Linked DNA regions of Xenopus laevis: region 2 is linked to region 1. The links are chromatin contacts, called in public Hi-C maps. All regions are on one chromosome and are shown on one strand. Each heading gives the region's core, a stretch centred on a gene start, on an enhancer-like site or on the middle of the called end of the contact. The rest is flanking DNA. Distances are from core to core; before and after follow the strand shown. Region 1 holds the start of MGC84818 (crystallin, beta B2 like). Region 2 overlaps LOC108707086 (beta-adrenergic receptor kinase 2).

Region 1 (7,873 bases), core at 2,161-4,660:
GGCCTGCCTTGCTCATTTCTTACTTCTTAAATGGCTATGGGCATGGTAATATAAACCTTCCAATATCTCCCTATATAGTATGTATTGTGTGCACTTTTCATTTTTCTACAGAAACAGAAATCTGTATCTCATGTCTCATGTTGGGAATTGCTTAGGTACAGAATGATGGGAGCTGTAGTGAATGTTTCAGAGCCTATTTGACATCACATTGTATGATCTCCTACATGCTGTCTCTTCAGGTTTAGTGCTAACAGTACATTATTATGTTAATCACATCACAAAACAGACAGAAATGGGCTGCTGGGCGTACCTTGGCATTCTGTTGCTGTTTGGTGCCTGAAGTTTGATGATCAGATGCCATTGTTATGTTGATGTTCTGTTCCTAGAGACATTAGATTGTTTGTTGTAAATATACTGGAGAGGCAATTCCATGAAATATATATGGCTGTTGCTGAGGGGTTAGATTTGTCTAATCCCTCAGCAACAGCCATATATGTGCAGTGCTAAAAGGCTGATAAAGATATAATGAAAATGTATTCGCAGGATTATTTTCCAAACTCTCAATCGTTTCCCTCTCACTCTATGCAAAGGGTTGCAACAGCTCTTGCTGCACACATTATTGAAGTTCAGGACAAATGTACAGATGGATCAGCATTGTGCTATATTCACCCCTGTCCTATGTGCCTGGGCCACAGTATTGAAGCTTGAACACAGCAGTGCAGACATGCACAATGAATTCACCATCTAAGAATTTGTTCGTTTTTGCATTGCATAATAACATGGCTCAAGACAAGCAGAGCATTCATTATTGTATTTCAAATAACTGATAGCAAAGTACAGGTATGGGACCTATTATACAGAATGCTCGGGACCTGGGGTTTTCCAGATAATGGATATTTCTGTAATTTGGATCTTCATACCTTAAGTCTACTAGAAAATTATGTAAACATTATATAAACCCTATAGGATGATTTTGCTTCCAATAAGGATTAATTATATCTTAGTTTGGATCAAGTACAAGCTACTGTTTTATTATTACAAAAGAAATAATTTAAAAAAAATTGGAATATTTGATTATAATGGAGTCTATGGGAGACGGTCTTTCAGTAATTCAGAGCTCTCTGGATAATGGGTTTCTGGATAATGGATCCCATACCTGTATAAAATAAACTGTATGTTTATAAAATAGACTGTAACACAGATGCTATATTATACATGTGCTGTGTAGAAGGTATGTACAAATCGGTCTGGCAAGGATTAAAGGGGTGGTTCACCTTTAAGTTAAATTTTAGTATGTTATAGAATGGCCAATACTTAGCAACTTTTGAATTGGTCTTCATTTTTTCTCTTTTTATAGTTTTCAAACTATTTGCCGCCTTCTTCTGACGCTTTTCAGCTTTCAAATGGGGGTCACTGACCCCATCTAAAAAACAAATGCTCTGGCTGCACATTTATTGTTATTGCTACTTTTTATTACTCCGCTTTCTATTCAGGCCAATCCAATTCATATTCCAGTCTCGTATTCAAATCAATGTATGGTTGCCAGGGTCATTTGGACCCTAGCAACCAGATTGCTGAAATTGCAAACTGGAGAGCTGTTGAATAAAAAGCTAAATAACTCAAAAACCACAAATAATAAAAAATGAAAACCGATTTCAAATGGTTTCAGAATATCCCTCTCTCTCAAAAGTTTATTTAAAGGTGAACAACCCCTTTAAGAGATTTAATCTGTTCTAAGTTGAATATAGACATCGTTCTGATTCCAATTTACGGCCTTTTAAATATCAGTTCACAGTCTTTTTCCTTGGAAAGACATTGTCAATTTAATTCTAATCTGATCTCTAATTTAATCCTCCATTTTACGGTTGCTACAAAAAAAAGCTTTATTCCTGTTCTGGATTTTGGAGGTTACCCCCTCCTTAAAGGACATTTTATCACATCTAAAACAATTATGCTGGAAAAAGTGACTTTTTATTACTTACAGATAAACCCCACTTGAATCTCAGGTTTATAGTTTACTGGTCTCTCTTTTTCTTGATTAAATTGATGCTAGGCACAAATCTAAAGTTTTAGAATTACTGCAGTTCTAGCTCCTTTATCTTACTGGTTGCTACATTGCTTCACTGGTATTTCTTGGTACTTGATGTTCCTATATATGCATACAAGTCTCCGGACGTGGTTTTGTATTGCCACCGTGCGAGTTTTGCTTCTATATATCTGCGAGCATTCGGGATAACAGGTCCCATACCTGTAAAATTGACCTATTGTATGTTGTACAATGTGGTAGAATATGTTGGCACTATATAAATGCTTGTTTATAATAATGATAATGATTTGACCTTAGATATCAGTCCAGAAGATGTCCATGCTCTCATACACTAATTTGACATCTCCCTAAGAAATGAGCCCTGCATTTTAGGAATGTCTGTGGATATATAGCATGGCTATAATATATGCTGTTAAATGTTGTTGTTGTGGATGTGTTTGTCTTGCCATGTAATATTGATCACAATGTTACTGGTCTAGAAATTTCAAAATCCATTTGTTGGGCAAAAATGTTGAATCGGGCTGAAAAGTGCAATAGAAACTGCCATGGGAAGATATGTTCTCTTTTTTTCCATTTAGCAAAACTGTTTAATCTGATTAAGCCAGCATTAATATGAATATCACAAGACTGCTTCCTGGTAAAATTCTATTTCTTAATTTCAGTACCAAATGTAATTATCTATGCTATTTACATCTCGTCAGTCATGCGGCCTCTACACCCAAGCCAAAAGCAGCATCTTGTGGTTTTTATTTAATGATGGAGCTCTCAGGAAGAATTTGTGCTTTTGGGGTGACCGTGACATTGTACTGAGCCCATTGCCTGTAGGTGTTGATAGATACCATTTACTTGGAATTATATACAGTATATTGAATATATTTCATTATGCCCAGACTGAGTAAATTCATTATATCTATGTTTAAAAAGAAAATGCCATAAGGAAAACGAGTTAAATAGCTTAATCATACTCGTCTTGTGTTGTGAAATGTAAATCTTGTTTGTTTTTGGAAAACCCAATAAAAATGTTGGAAAACCTATATTTAATCAGTTATTAAATCAGAGCCCATATCTGTTCAATGAGAGGAAAGCAGTTGTAGGTGAAATGAATGCAGGTCATAAGTTTGCTATTATAAGGTTACAACTCCCAAATGATTGCCCCTTTTAGTGGACACAACAGGTTTCTTTGGATTTGTTAGTATGCATTTTGTAGCCATGAGTGATTATATCATCAGCCATGATATTTTATAATATTCACCAGCTTTCTAGGCCTATAATAAACAACTGAAGAACACAAAGGCGTTGCTGGCCTTAGCAGAAGTAAGACACACAGAGAAGTAGCCAACTCTTACCGTATCCCAGTACCTGCTTGTTCCAGTGAAAGGTTGAGACCTTCTGGTTCCATTTATACTGCATGGGTTAAGGCAGCGATGCCGGGATTATTTACAGAATTGTTCCAGCGTGATGCAAAGCGATCATACTGGATTACAGTTCTGATGAAAACCCAGCTCTGCTGATGCACGGCCCCCATTGTTATAAGAAGCATAGAGTCAGAGAATTATTTCATTAGCTTTCAAATTTACCCAGGGCGCCATTGTTTGGTCTAGCGGGTAGGAGATTTGAACTTTGCATGCATCAGCCCTCTGAATGCCAAGACCTGGAACATCTCATTGAATCAATAATTCCAGCAGCCAGCCTCGTTTCAGGCCTTTTAGAGCCAAAAACTGTATCTCTCCCAAAAACCTGAATCTATCAAAGGAACACAAGTGTAGAAGAAGACTTTACTATTGGGAGATGAGTCTGCATGTCCCTTTAATAGCTGCTGTATCTGGCTAAAAACCTGTTGTCAATACCTTTATCATATTAAAAAAAACACACAAGTTTGCTGACATAATCCAAAACAAAGGAAACACGTATATCTGGTTTTCTGAAAAGGAGAATAGTGCGAAATATTGTTCCTACTATGTCATAACACCTTGTGTGAAACAAATATGTTATTTGATGGCAGAAAAGAAACCATTCATGTGGCTCTGTTTGTTGTTTCAGTCCATACTTTGGCCACATGTGACGTGTAGTTCAATATCTTCACTGCACACTTGCCTACCACTTCTACTGGAAGCATGCGATGCTCTGGGTATTTGTGTTTTCATTGTATCAGTTTTCTTGGGAACGATAACTACAATCACAATGACCTAAGTGTGATCTGATTGCCTGCTGTGGTAAATCTTAATCCCTATTAATATGTAATACAGATGAGTAGTATTGATGTATTCGCTGTCGGGCTTTAGGAGCCATTACTTGTGTTTCATGAATGGAGCAAAAGCATCCCAGCAGGCTTTTCATAAATTCAAGTCTTTTTAGATAAAAGAACAGGCATGTCTAGAATAAACAGCACATTTAACACTTCAGTATTTAAATAGAAAGAGAGACTGGGCAATGCAGGAAAGTCAAACCTCCAAAGTGAAGGGAAATAAAAATAATCTAAAGCAAGCTGTAGAACTATACCATTTAGCTCCCAATCACGTCTGGGAGCTGTAGTAAATAAAGGCCTATCAGTATGGATATCCCACCGCAAGATACAGATTTGGTTTAAATTCCCCACATTGTGGGATGGAAAATAGTGTGGTGTCCTTTATCCAGTGAAGTCACAAGATTACGTGGATCAGCACATACTAGACTGGAAACCAGCCCTTGGCCAATGCACAGGAGAGAAAGGAGGCCACTAATTGTAAGAATGGGCATAGGAACACTGGAGGCATAACTTTAAACTTACTATTTTGCTGAGGGTTTAGTTGCAGATGTTAGAAGGCAAAAAGTAAAATACTCTGTATGTATATAAAGTACATGATGTTACTATGTTGCAACATTTCTTGTTAGGGATTGGCACATGACCTGACACTTAGGGGCAGATTTATCAAAGGGCGAAGTGAATTTTCGAAGTAAAAAACTTTGAATTTCGAAGTAATATGTGGGTACTTCGACCATCGAATATGCCAAAATTTGATTTGAATTGAAAAAACGTTGAATATTCGACCACTCGAAAATCGAAGTACTATCTCTTTAAAAAACTTCGACACTTCGCCACCTTAAACCTGCCGAATTGCTGTTTAGCCTATGGGGGACATCCTAGAACCTATCTGAGGCTTTTGGGCAAGTTTTGAGAAGTCGAAGGCTTTTTGTAAAATCCTTCGGATCGTTCGCCCGTTTTCGCTGGAAAAAGTACTTTGACCCTTAGGGGCAGATTTATCAAGGGTCGAATTTTGAAGTAATGGGAGTTTTTTTGAACTCCCATAACTTCAAAAATCGAATAAAAAAAGACCAATCTAAATTTATTTTAAAAAATCAAAGTTTTTAACTTCGGATGAATAGGCTGTTTTCAATTAGTTCGAATTGAAGTTTTAGCGCATTCGATCAAATTCAAATCAAATGATTTGCCCCAAAAAACTTAGTCCATCAAATGACTCCACATGGGTTCTAGGAGGATCCCCCATAGGCTACAACAGCAAATCAGCAGGTTTTAGCTGGCGAATGGTTGGTCGAAGTTTTAAAGAGACAGTACATGATACATTTAGATATTTGAATAGTCAATTTTTTTTCAAATTCGGATCGAATTTTGGCCTATTCGATAGTCGAAGTACACAAAAATAGCTCAAAATTTGAATTTTTTTACTTCGAATTTTCACTTTTGACCCTTGATAAATCTGTTTCTTAGCTAGTGTCTGTATCTACGCTGTGTATCTTTTGCCCAGTATTTATTATGGGAGCGGGGTCCAGGACATTACCTGTGTCCTCATTACCATAGCAGCTGACTGGATATGTCCGAGGCACAAGCTAAGGCACTCATCCCCAACCAGTGGCTCATGTTGCTCACAACCCATTGGCTGTTGCTGCCAGGAATTTTTGGCTTGAAGTCAAGCTTTTGTTGCCTAGAAATCATGTGCACTGCCAAACTGTCTTCTATTGGTTGCCAGTCCACATAGGGCTATCAGTAGCAAATCACAGCCCATATTTGGCACTCCCACTACCTTTTAATTGTTTCAAGACTTAATGTGCCTCTCACAATGCACTTTTAATTCCCATTAGTATAGCACCATGGAAAATATTGAACCTTTTATAAATAAAAGATATGAGTAATCACTCTGTGCTCATAAAGATATTCAACTCTTTCATGTCTGAACCACAAATGTATTATTTAAAAAACGAATGTATTTTTTTCTATTATTATCATTCAAAAAATGTGATTTGCTGGTAGTTAATATTTTCTAGCTAGCTTAGTGTCATTGCTCAGGCCAGAGGCCACCGATCTGATAGTTAGAAATAAGGACTGCTTGAATGTTTCAGTTACCACGTTAGGTTCGCTTGGTTAAACCGACAGTTGGAAATGGGCAGAAAGCTGAAGCTGCCGTTTCCTGCCCCTGTGTAAATGGCTGGGGGAAAAGGCAACGCGTGACTATTTCGGTTTGTTATTTCACCACCTTTGTGGTAAGAAAGATAGGAGGAGTTGGCCCTGAACACACATCCTGTTGTGCATTCATTGTCACAAGGAAATTCTGAGAGAGTGAAAGATCGACGCAAAAGTGAAATTGCAAGGAAGCTGCATTTCATCTTCATTATTTCTTTTTTCATCTCCAATACCTCATTGTGTGCGGCTTGTTGTGATTGAGGCACGTTGTTTCAATACATTGTAGTTACAAAAAAAATACCATTCTGCCTCAAATGGGTGAGCTCAGTGAAAATGCAAAAGCAGAATTTGTTTCTGCCGGGCTGGTTCTCACTCACATAGCTGAAGTCAGTTGTCTTCCAGGTCTATCAACAGGTATTGGCTACATTGTTTCAAAAGTCCAAACCAGCTAGGCAGATAATAGGAAGGGACAGATGTACTTATCCTAGAAATTCTTTCAGAGGTACATGGTTAGCACTTGTATTCACATTATAAACTTGCACTAATCATTTGCCAAAGTTAAAGGTTTTAAACTTTTAAGAGACCCGTCACCCAAAAAAAGTAATCCAAATCCTATTTTATCATGTTAGTCCAGCAAAATTAACTTTAATTACACTGTTTAAATGATTGAAATCTTGTTTCCATCAGTCTGGGAATTCATAATGATAACAGGAGCCATTTTGTAGACACTGTTATTAAGACAAGCCTTTTATCATCTCAGAATCTTGTTTGTGCACCAGAATGGGGGACCTGATGTCCATCCCCATGTACTGGCTACACAATTAAATGGTTAAGAGAACTCGGGGAATGTGTGGAGAGCAGTGAGATCTAGGAAGTGCTAAATGGAAAGTGAAAGTAATTGTCTGCCTAAGGCATAGAGGAGGGGCAGGCAATATTTGTTTGACAGCTGAGATTTTTAAATGAACGCTTTAATAAAAAAAAAAATTTGGATTTCATGTTTAATTTGAAAGCTTTTTTTTTCTGGGTGACAGGTCCACTTTAAAAATATTCTAGAAATGAAAAACCATAGGGCTCATTAACAATTCTTGGTGCATGGTGCAAGATGCAGGCTGCTGCAAAGAGCTGTGCCTCCAAAAATGCCCACAGGAGCTCCCCATCTTTTTCTCTGCTGCAAATGCTCTGGGCCACTGCAACTTACCTGAACTTAGAGGTCGACTGTCAACTCTAAATTGATTAGCAGTTCATTGTGATTTACATGGGATGGTGGCAGAGAAACCTGCATGTAAACAAGGTCATCACTGATAATATACCATTAGTGTCTATGACAGGTGCTAATATTTTAATGATTTCTTACCATCCCTAAGTTTAGCTTTTTAAGAGCAGCAGACATAGTGTGTATGTTGTCAGCGACACACAAAAGAGGTGATGTA
Region 2 (7,873 bases), core at 3,554-6,053, 260 kb before region 1:
AACATTTGAAGGTATTTGTGATTCATAAGATCAGAAGATACAATTAATTGCTGCTACATTGGTTCATTTTATATAATTGATAGAATAATGCAGTCAAGGACAAGCCATCTGATTCAGCAATGCAATGCAATTTTCAAGAAAGGCCAGTCTATAATAATGTTTTTGCTTGTGGTGGTAAAGAGCTATAAGGAGTTAAAAAAAACCTGCCAAAACAAAAAGAAAATCACAGACTACTTTTGTGAATATGTTTTACCTTCTTCATGGCCCAACTGCTTGTTTTTGGCTCTCTTCCGGGCCTCAATCTTATCAGTGTCAGCATTGACTGCTTCGTAAACAGTTTCTGCTACTTCTTGTTGCCAGCGCTCCGATATCACCAAAGGGAAGTTCTTGTACAGTTCTTGATCACTATCAAGTAACTATAAATATATATGTTTACTATTTGTTACACTTTTGATTACATTCTGCAGGCATTACGTACGTAAAATGTTTTTAGAGGTATCATTTCAAACCAAGTTTCTTTTTTATTACTAAAGGGCATTTACAGATATGTAAAATAAATACTTGAGCTGGTTTCTGACTTTTTTTGTCTGCAGCAAATGAAGAAGCATATTGACATTTAAAATAAAATAGTAAAAATGTCTTGTCTCATATTTTTATTGATTAAAGGGTATGCTAGAACACAATATCTTGAGTGAAAGGATATTGTAAAGGAAGTAGGGGCTCAAGTCCAAACATGCTGCGAACTAACAAAGATGTTTGCTGTGATCTTTTTCAGTATCTATTATCTGTAAACTACAAGTTGTTACCAGTATACCACATCTACATATAATTTATTCTATATAAATTACAGGTAACTGGGGTAACTGCTTTAATGTGTAAGCCTATTTAAGAAAGTAAATCTTTTAATGAGAGTTGGAAATAGCAAAACATTGATATATACAACTGACTTGAGAAAAATGTGGTACCTTAATGCCTTTTGTGTCCTCTTCATCAAATGACCCAATATCAAAAGCGTCAGCAGCATTTACTTCTCCACGAGGAGGAATCAGAGGTGGGGGATACTAAAAGAATACCAACAGTAACAAGATATATGGGTTTTCAAGGTTTAAAACAGATTAAGGAAACTATTTCTCTAATCATCCGTTTACTGCTATACCAAATAGCAAGGCTGTGATAGTTTGAAAAGTTTTCTAATTCTATTTATAGGAAGCAATCCATTTTTACAATGCACAAATAGCCATCTTTGTACATAAAATTTACATGGCAAACTCACCTTCTGTAAATACACCTGTTGCCAGTCGATGCCTTTAAAAAATGGGTGTTCCTTTACTTCCTGTGCCCTGCAAATAATACAAAATGTGCATTTTATTATCTAGAAAACAAATACAATTATACCAAACCATGACAAGTTGGAGAAAATAAACAGCTTTCATAATCATAATCTATCCTTCTCTCACCAATCATTCACTTTTTCATTCAAGTCTTTGCAAATAACCCTGTAACGGAAGAATGTGCATTTTTTTTATACTTTATTTCTTATTATTTTTATTTTTACAAATGAACAATATGGTCATTTGTACTATGGGTTAAAAGTCAGCAAAAAAAACACATAAATAACAGTTTTTAAGATGTTCCCATGAAATGGCAACATCTTGAACTGCGAGTAGGACAGCAAGTTATACCTATAAGTAACAGGAATGGAATGCTCAAACTCCCACAAAATGACATCCAAACACTGGTGTCTGGTGCTGAACTGAGAGATCCACGCCTGCCACGGGATCATAAATATCTCAAGTCAGTTTTCTAGCAGCACACCAAGTCAAACAGGCAACGTTTCGGGCCCACTAAGGGTCCAGTGGGCCCGAACCATTGCCTGTTTGATATGTGGTTTTTGGGCTAAATAAATCAATTTTTGCAATCACTACAACTGACTTGTTGTGCTGCTGGAAAACTGACTTGAGCAAGTTATACCTATGTCATTAGTATATTAGTGATACATACCCTCCACCCTGGCAGCCAAGCCTCTTGCTGACATCCCGTTGCAGAAGGCCCTCCAGTAGGGATTTCAACTCTGGACTGAATGAATCTGGAAGCTCCACATTCTTTCCAAAAGGAGCAACAAGTTATAGGTTAATGAAATAGATTAGAACAGTATTATCATTATTAAAATGTATGTAAAAGGCATCAACATATTCCACAGCGCTGCACAATTAATTGGTTTATACTAGTTAACTGCGGGCCGGCCCGATACCTGTAGGTCGGTCGAGTTCGGCCTATATACTAGTGATGTGCGGGCCGACCTGATAACTGCGGGTTGGGCTGGTTTGGGCCGACCCTGCATGATTCTCCGCAAGTGGCTGCGGGTTGAACTCTTCTCCTGCTCTCCCTGCCCACCACCGTCAAATGCCGGCTTCCGGGTTCGTCTTTTATAGACGATGCGCCTGCTCATCCCACCCCTTTGGTGATGTCATCAGCGGGGCAGGTCAGCATAGGACTATAAAAGCAACCCAGAAGTGCGGGTGCGGGCCAAGGGAGGGTGGGTTAGGATCGGGTGCGGGTCGTGGAAATCCAGACCCGCACATCACTACTATACATGCACAAAGAATTCGGCTTCAGGTGGGTGTGGGCCAAGTTCATCCTGCCACCCTTCCTGTCCGTGACACAAGTGTGTGCCGCTTCCAGCGGTGTCTATTTATAGGCACTTGCCTCCCCCCACTGACATCAGAGATATATATATAAATGGAAGCAGACCAATGGGCTGGGTCGGGTACAAGTTCAGAGTGGTGGGTTAGGGTCAAGTGCTGCACATCACTAGTGTATACGTTGAACACACAGATTACATAAACAATGGAGTTTATAATAAATACAAGAGGTAGAGAGAGCTCTGTACAATCAAGCTTACAATGTAAAAGCAGAAGAAGGGGCATGAGACAAGGTACATGGCTATTTTTCTTGAGCAGCTCTCTTATAAGAACCTATTGATTCAGGAGTCTGCAACAACATTTTGATTAATCTTACCATGGTAAGTGTCATGCGGTCAATCTCGTGTTTGTCTTTGGTTTTGTGCTGTCTGAAAGGGCTGTGACTGGAAAAAGAGAGAAAAAGGGAATGAGTAAGAAAATCAAGAAAACTAATCTGAAAGCACCACACAAAAGAACAAGTTCTAGCTCAACCTGGCAATTTTTTTTAAAAGAAATAAATGACATTTCGTTTCAAATAAGCAAAATCAGTTTAATGCAGTGGAGAAACATGCTAATAGGAATATATTTGCAATATTAATTGGGTTCATTAGAAATCATTTAGCACAAGATAGTGCCCCGTGACACAAGATTGACACCTAATTTTATTAATGATAAACAATGTCTGTATCTAATTACCTTTGTTAATGCCTGGCATAACAATTATTCCTGGTGTGTTTCTTGCTATAAATAGTCTTCCGTTTTATGACGGACACCTTAGAAAAGGCACACTATGACATAAGAGTCTCAGCACAATGTCAGCTATAGTTAATTGCGTTTGGCTGGGATAAATAGCACCATCTTTGATAAGACAAAATACAGAATAGAATTATATCAAAGACTCCACATAAAGAAATACAGTCTGTTTTCCTACACCAGAGGGCGGTACAGACCTCCATTTCTGAATTATCAAGGGCACAAAGCAAGGTCAGATTCAGGCAGAAAATGGGTAAAAAAAAACACACACAAAATACAACAGCTTACAAATAAAGGTGAATATGAAGTAGAAGGCAAGGCTAAACACAGAATAAGAACATAAAATAAAAACAGATGACAACAGATGATCCATATTTACGACTATAAATGAAGGATTCAAATGCTATTATTTAATCGATAACTTCTGAATATATATATATATATATATATATATATATATATATATATATATATATATATATATATATATATATATATATATATATATATATATATAGAAACCATTGGATGGGCTGACTGGAGAAAAATATGATAACATTGTAAATGAAAGTTTAGAGGGACTGTACAGGCAATGGTATTTTTATGTTTTGTTACCCAAACATTTAGAGGGTTTCAGACATTCTGACTTCCGTATTATCAAATGTACATGAAGACATTTCATTTTTCGGAGTTGAACACTATTTTTATGCAGTATATCCATGCAGTATAATGAGTACTTGCTTTACACACTTTATACTGTAATGTTGGTGTCACAAGTCAAAAAGATATTGCAAGGCTTATAGATTTTTTAGCACATTTAAATATCATACACAAACAAGCTGCCCTTAAACCAGGTGCCAGTTGCATGAGTTAAAATTTAGAAGATAAAAGGCGCAGTGTGCAGAGGCGTAAAGCTGCTATTGAATTTAGTTGTAAAATACTAAGCTTCCTTTATGCATTTCACTTGCACTTACTATTTTTGTGTCCCCAAGTTCATGTGATACTGAAGAGCAATTACTTATAGGCACGATGTATGAACCCAAGGTGTTGAACAGCAGGGGGTGCACAATGCTGGAATTCTGGGAACAACATTGCATTAAAGGGATGAAAACAGAGAATTGTCTCTATTTTTTTTTTTGCCCCATTTGGAAGAGCTGCTGCTAATGAAAACACCATACAAATGGTAATATCTGGGGAAAGGAATGGGGAGTGGTCACAGATTTCACCCCCTGTAACAAGTCACAATAAGTTAAATGCCTTACTCAAACTCTAAAAGAAATGATCAGTAATAAATGCAACATATGTAAAGCATGCAGTAAGGCTGCTAAAGGGGAATCCTGCCCTTTCAGAGACAAGCTCACTGTGACTACTCAGCTGGAAGTCTTTGTTCAGTTTGTTCTGAAGTTACAGTGGTGCTCAAATGCTGAATTCATGTGTCAACTCAGGTGGAAACTTATTTTAAAGCAAGCAAGCAGCTGTTTCCACATAAGAGAGACTAACAATGCTACTGGAATCAAAGATAATACACAGAGAGAGAAGCCAGGCATCAAATGCAAGTGTGAATAAAGATTCATAGACCAAAACAATTAAAACTGATCTAATCCCCTCCAAAAATACAGTTTATACAGTAGAATCATCATGTTATGGTTTTCAGGGGACCAGAAAAAAATGGTGCCGAACGAGGAAAAACCTTAGGGTATGTAAAATTGAGGTTTAACTGTACAATATAAAGGATGAGAACTAGATACGCTTTATTACAGTATGCCTTGGGAAGCATATATGCTACACACACACACTTATACCGCATGTAGTGACTAAATGAACCATGAGAATCAAAGAAATAATGTAGCTGTTTAATTTAAAATATAAGATTATCCACCCATTTAAGCGGACTGTGTTTTAGGGGCTGAAAGTAAGAGAGCAAGGGAGGGGTTTGGAAATGTATGAGCCAGATATGTTTTGAGAAAGCAAAAAGTCTTCACATAAATGAACTACCACACTAAGAGGCAACCTTTAGCGTACCATACATTTAGTATTGTTCTACTTTTCAATTGCATAGTTCAAACTGCACTCCATTATACATATTATATATCTTGCACAAGGTTTAATGCTCATTGGTGGCGCTGTAGCCAAAAATACAGGTCCAAAATGGTCACAATCTTAACATCTTTACCTCGCTGCCCTCTATGTAAACAACATAAAATCGCTTCTTCAAGTGCTTAGCAGGTAACAAACTGAAGTACAAACTGAACTCGAGTATTTCAAAAGCATTAAAAAAAACTTTAAAAAATGATGTGAAGTTTTGAATACCATTGTCACACAAAAAAAGCTAATTTCAAATGAACTGCCCCTTTCAGTATCTTGCTTTAAATACAAAACTTTCTTTCCTTTGTTCTGGTGCACAGAAATGACTGTAGCACATTTAATGACTATAGAGGTTTCAGCCTCATTCATTCTCTAAATATATGCTTTCACCTATATCTTTTAATTTCAGGGCGTTTATCAGACCCACCTAGCAATCTTTTATATTATTCTAGAGTACAGAGCTTACTTCACTAATCTGTGAATAGCTCTCTCTGAAATAGGCCTTTGTTTTTGCTCAGAAAAAGACCTTGAACTATCTTCCAACCAATGTTCCTAAAATACACTGCACAATGAAGGTCCCTTTTGTGATTTAAGCACATTGACTTCCCCAAACATTAACATTTTCTGACATCCAGAGAAGCCTTTCTGTCTTTTATTCTTCCCTTTTCTCACATTATCAAAATGCAACAAAAACACAGATGGAATTAAGGTAGAAGCCCAATGCAGCCCTGTGACACTTATTGCTGCTATGAAAATAAAAACATGCACCATCAGAATTTTGCCTGATCTATTTCACCTTAGCTTCCCCCTTACTTTAGCACATAAGGAAGCTGTATTAGTTTGAGCAAGCTGAGATTTTGGGCACAAATTTTGCTACATAGACAGAATTCTACCCATTAAAAAGCCAGACAGCTCTGCAGTACTGCAACATTTCTAAGCTTAACGTTACCCAACTTATTAACCATCATCCGAGAGAATTTTCATCAGAAATCCCATAACAGCATATTTCTTGTCTTGATAATATATCTGTTCAATTGCATTTAAGACTAGTATTAACAGTATTGGAGTTTTGTTAATGCACATTTTCTGAAAAAATACCTACAAAAAAATAGATGAAAGCAGGGTCTTTATATAGGATGTAGTATTGCCAGGGTGATATGACTTCATGTCTTGGGTGTTACCTATAATGTAAAATAAGCTTTGCACCCTTCCTATATGAGCACAGACTTAAAGGTTGTAAGGCAGACAGTAGTGACCACATCTTCTCCACTGCATCAGGGGGAAAATTGCTGTTTGCAACTTGAGTTGAAAAAATACGCTGATGTGTATTTTACACATTTGTTACTTAGGTAACTATTAGGTTACTTACCCTCTGAGAAGTTTGAAAAGCATACATCCTAGAGAGAACCAATCTGCACTGCTGTCATAAGCTGTTCCCTTCTGTAACACCTCTGGAGCCATGTACCCATGTGTTCCTCTGAAATCCCAAACAGGAAAAAAAATGAGAATACAAGCTTTACTCAATATACACATATACATCTTTCAATAAACTGAGGCTAAATATTATTTAGGCACAAAACTTTGTTTTTTTGGTTTACAATGGGTATATCAAGAGATTGTATTTTAATAGTGCAGTCATTGATGATTTCTAAGGTTGACAGCTGCTTGAAAACTATTTCCATCTAAATTTAATCATAATAATTGGCAACTTTTGGCAGAAATTAAAAAAAAAAAAAAACACACAACATCAAAAACATATCTCTGTTTTTAGAATTCCGTATAAAGGCTTTCCAGATAAAGGTTCTCATACCTGTATTTAAATTGTCCAGTTTAAATGCCCAGTTAATATTTATCATTTATACACTTACCCAAAGGGAAAATGTAAACTGATACACATATTTCTTAGTTTAAAATAATGGATTTTATCTAGTGTGACTCTTTTTTTATTGTAATTTTGAATAAAAATATGTTGGCGTGTAAGGATACTAAATTCTATGAATTAATGAAGTCTTTCTACAAACTACTATTAGTGATACCTGAACAATGTACTTACACACTAGCATGTGGTTTCTTCTTGGAAAAATCACATGCAAGACCCAGATCTGATATCCTCACATGACCATGCTCGTCTAATAGAATGTTTGCAGGCTGGAAATAAAAGTGACAATATTAGAGAAATTCAACAATACTCAAAAAAATAATCATCCAAACCGTCCAAAAACAGATACTACATTCCATTCCTATTTTTTCATAATATGATAAGCTACACTGAAGTCCTCATCATAAGACAAGCTTCAGAAAGTAAACCCCTTATTCCCTGATATAATCATACTGTAAGTTAAAAATCTAAATGT

What was found. A called contact is a pair of places that touch in the nucleus more often than the background predicts.
Region 2: a contact with region 1 is called in a Hi-C map of the XTC cell line, with 3 times the contacts expected there. The contact joins the enhancer-like site here to the promoter of MGC84818 in region 1. A contact is called at or near these places in 3 of 4 Hi-C or Micro-C datasets (the XL177 cell line, the XTC cell line and animal cap).

The regions. Positions count from the first base shown.
Region 1 is chr1S:136,478,364-136,486,236 of Xenopus_laevis_v10.1, reverse strand. MGC84818 (crystallin, beta B2 like) reads right to left here and starts at 3,410. Exons shown (of 6, transcript NM_001093022.1): 1 at 3,394-3,410; 2 at 311-382. The coding sequence starts at 3,396.
Region 2 is chr1S:136,740,236-136,748,108 of Xenopus_laevis_v10.1, reverse strand. LOC108707086 (beta-adrenergic receptor kinase 2) reads right to left here. Exons shown (of 21, transcript XM_018244037.2): 12 at 7,573-7,667; 13 at 6,889-6,996; 14 at 3,019-3,085; 15 at 2,002-2,102; 16 at 1,274-1,340; 17 at 966-1,061; 18 at 254-416. Among protein-coding and RNA genes, the nearest start is that of LOC121399476, 50 kb to the left of the region's middle. Within about 2 kb of position 4,803, at least 1 of the 7 cell types and tissues checked has an H3K27ac peak or open chromatin away from gene starts, as enhancers often do.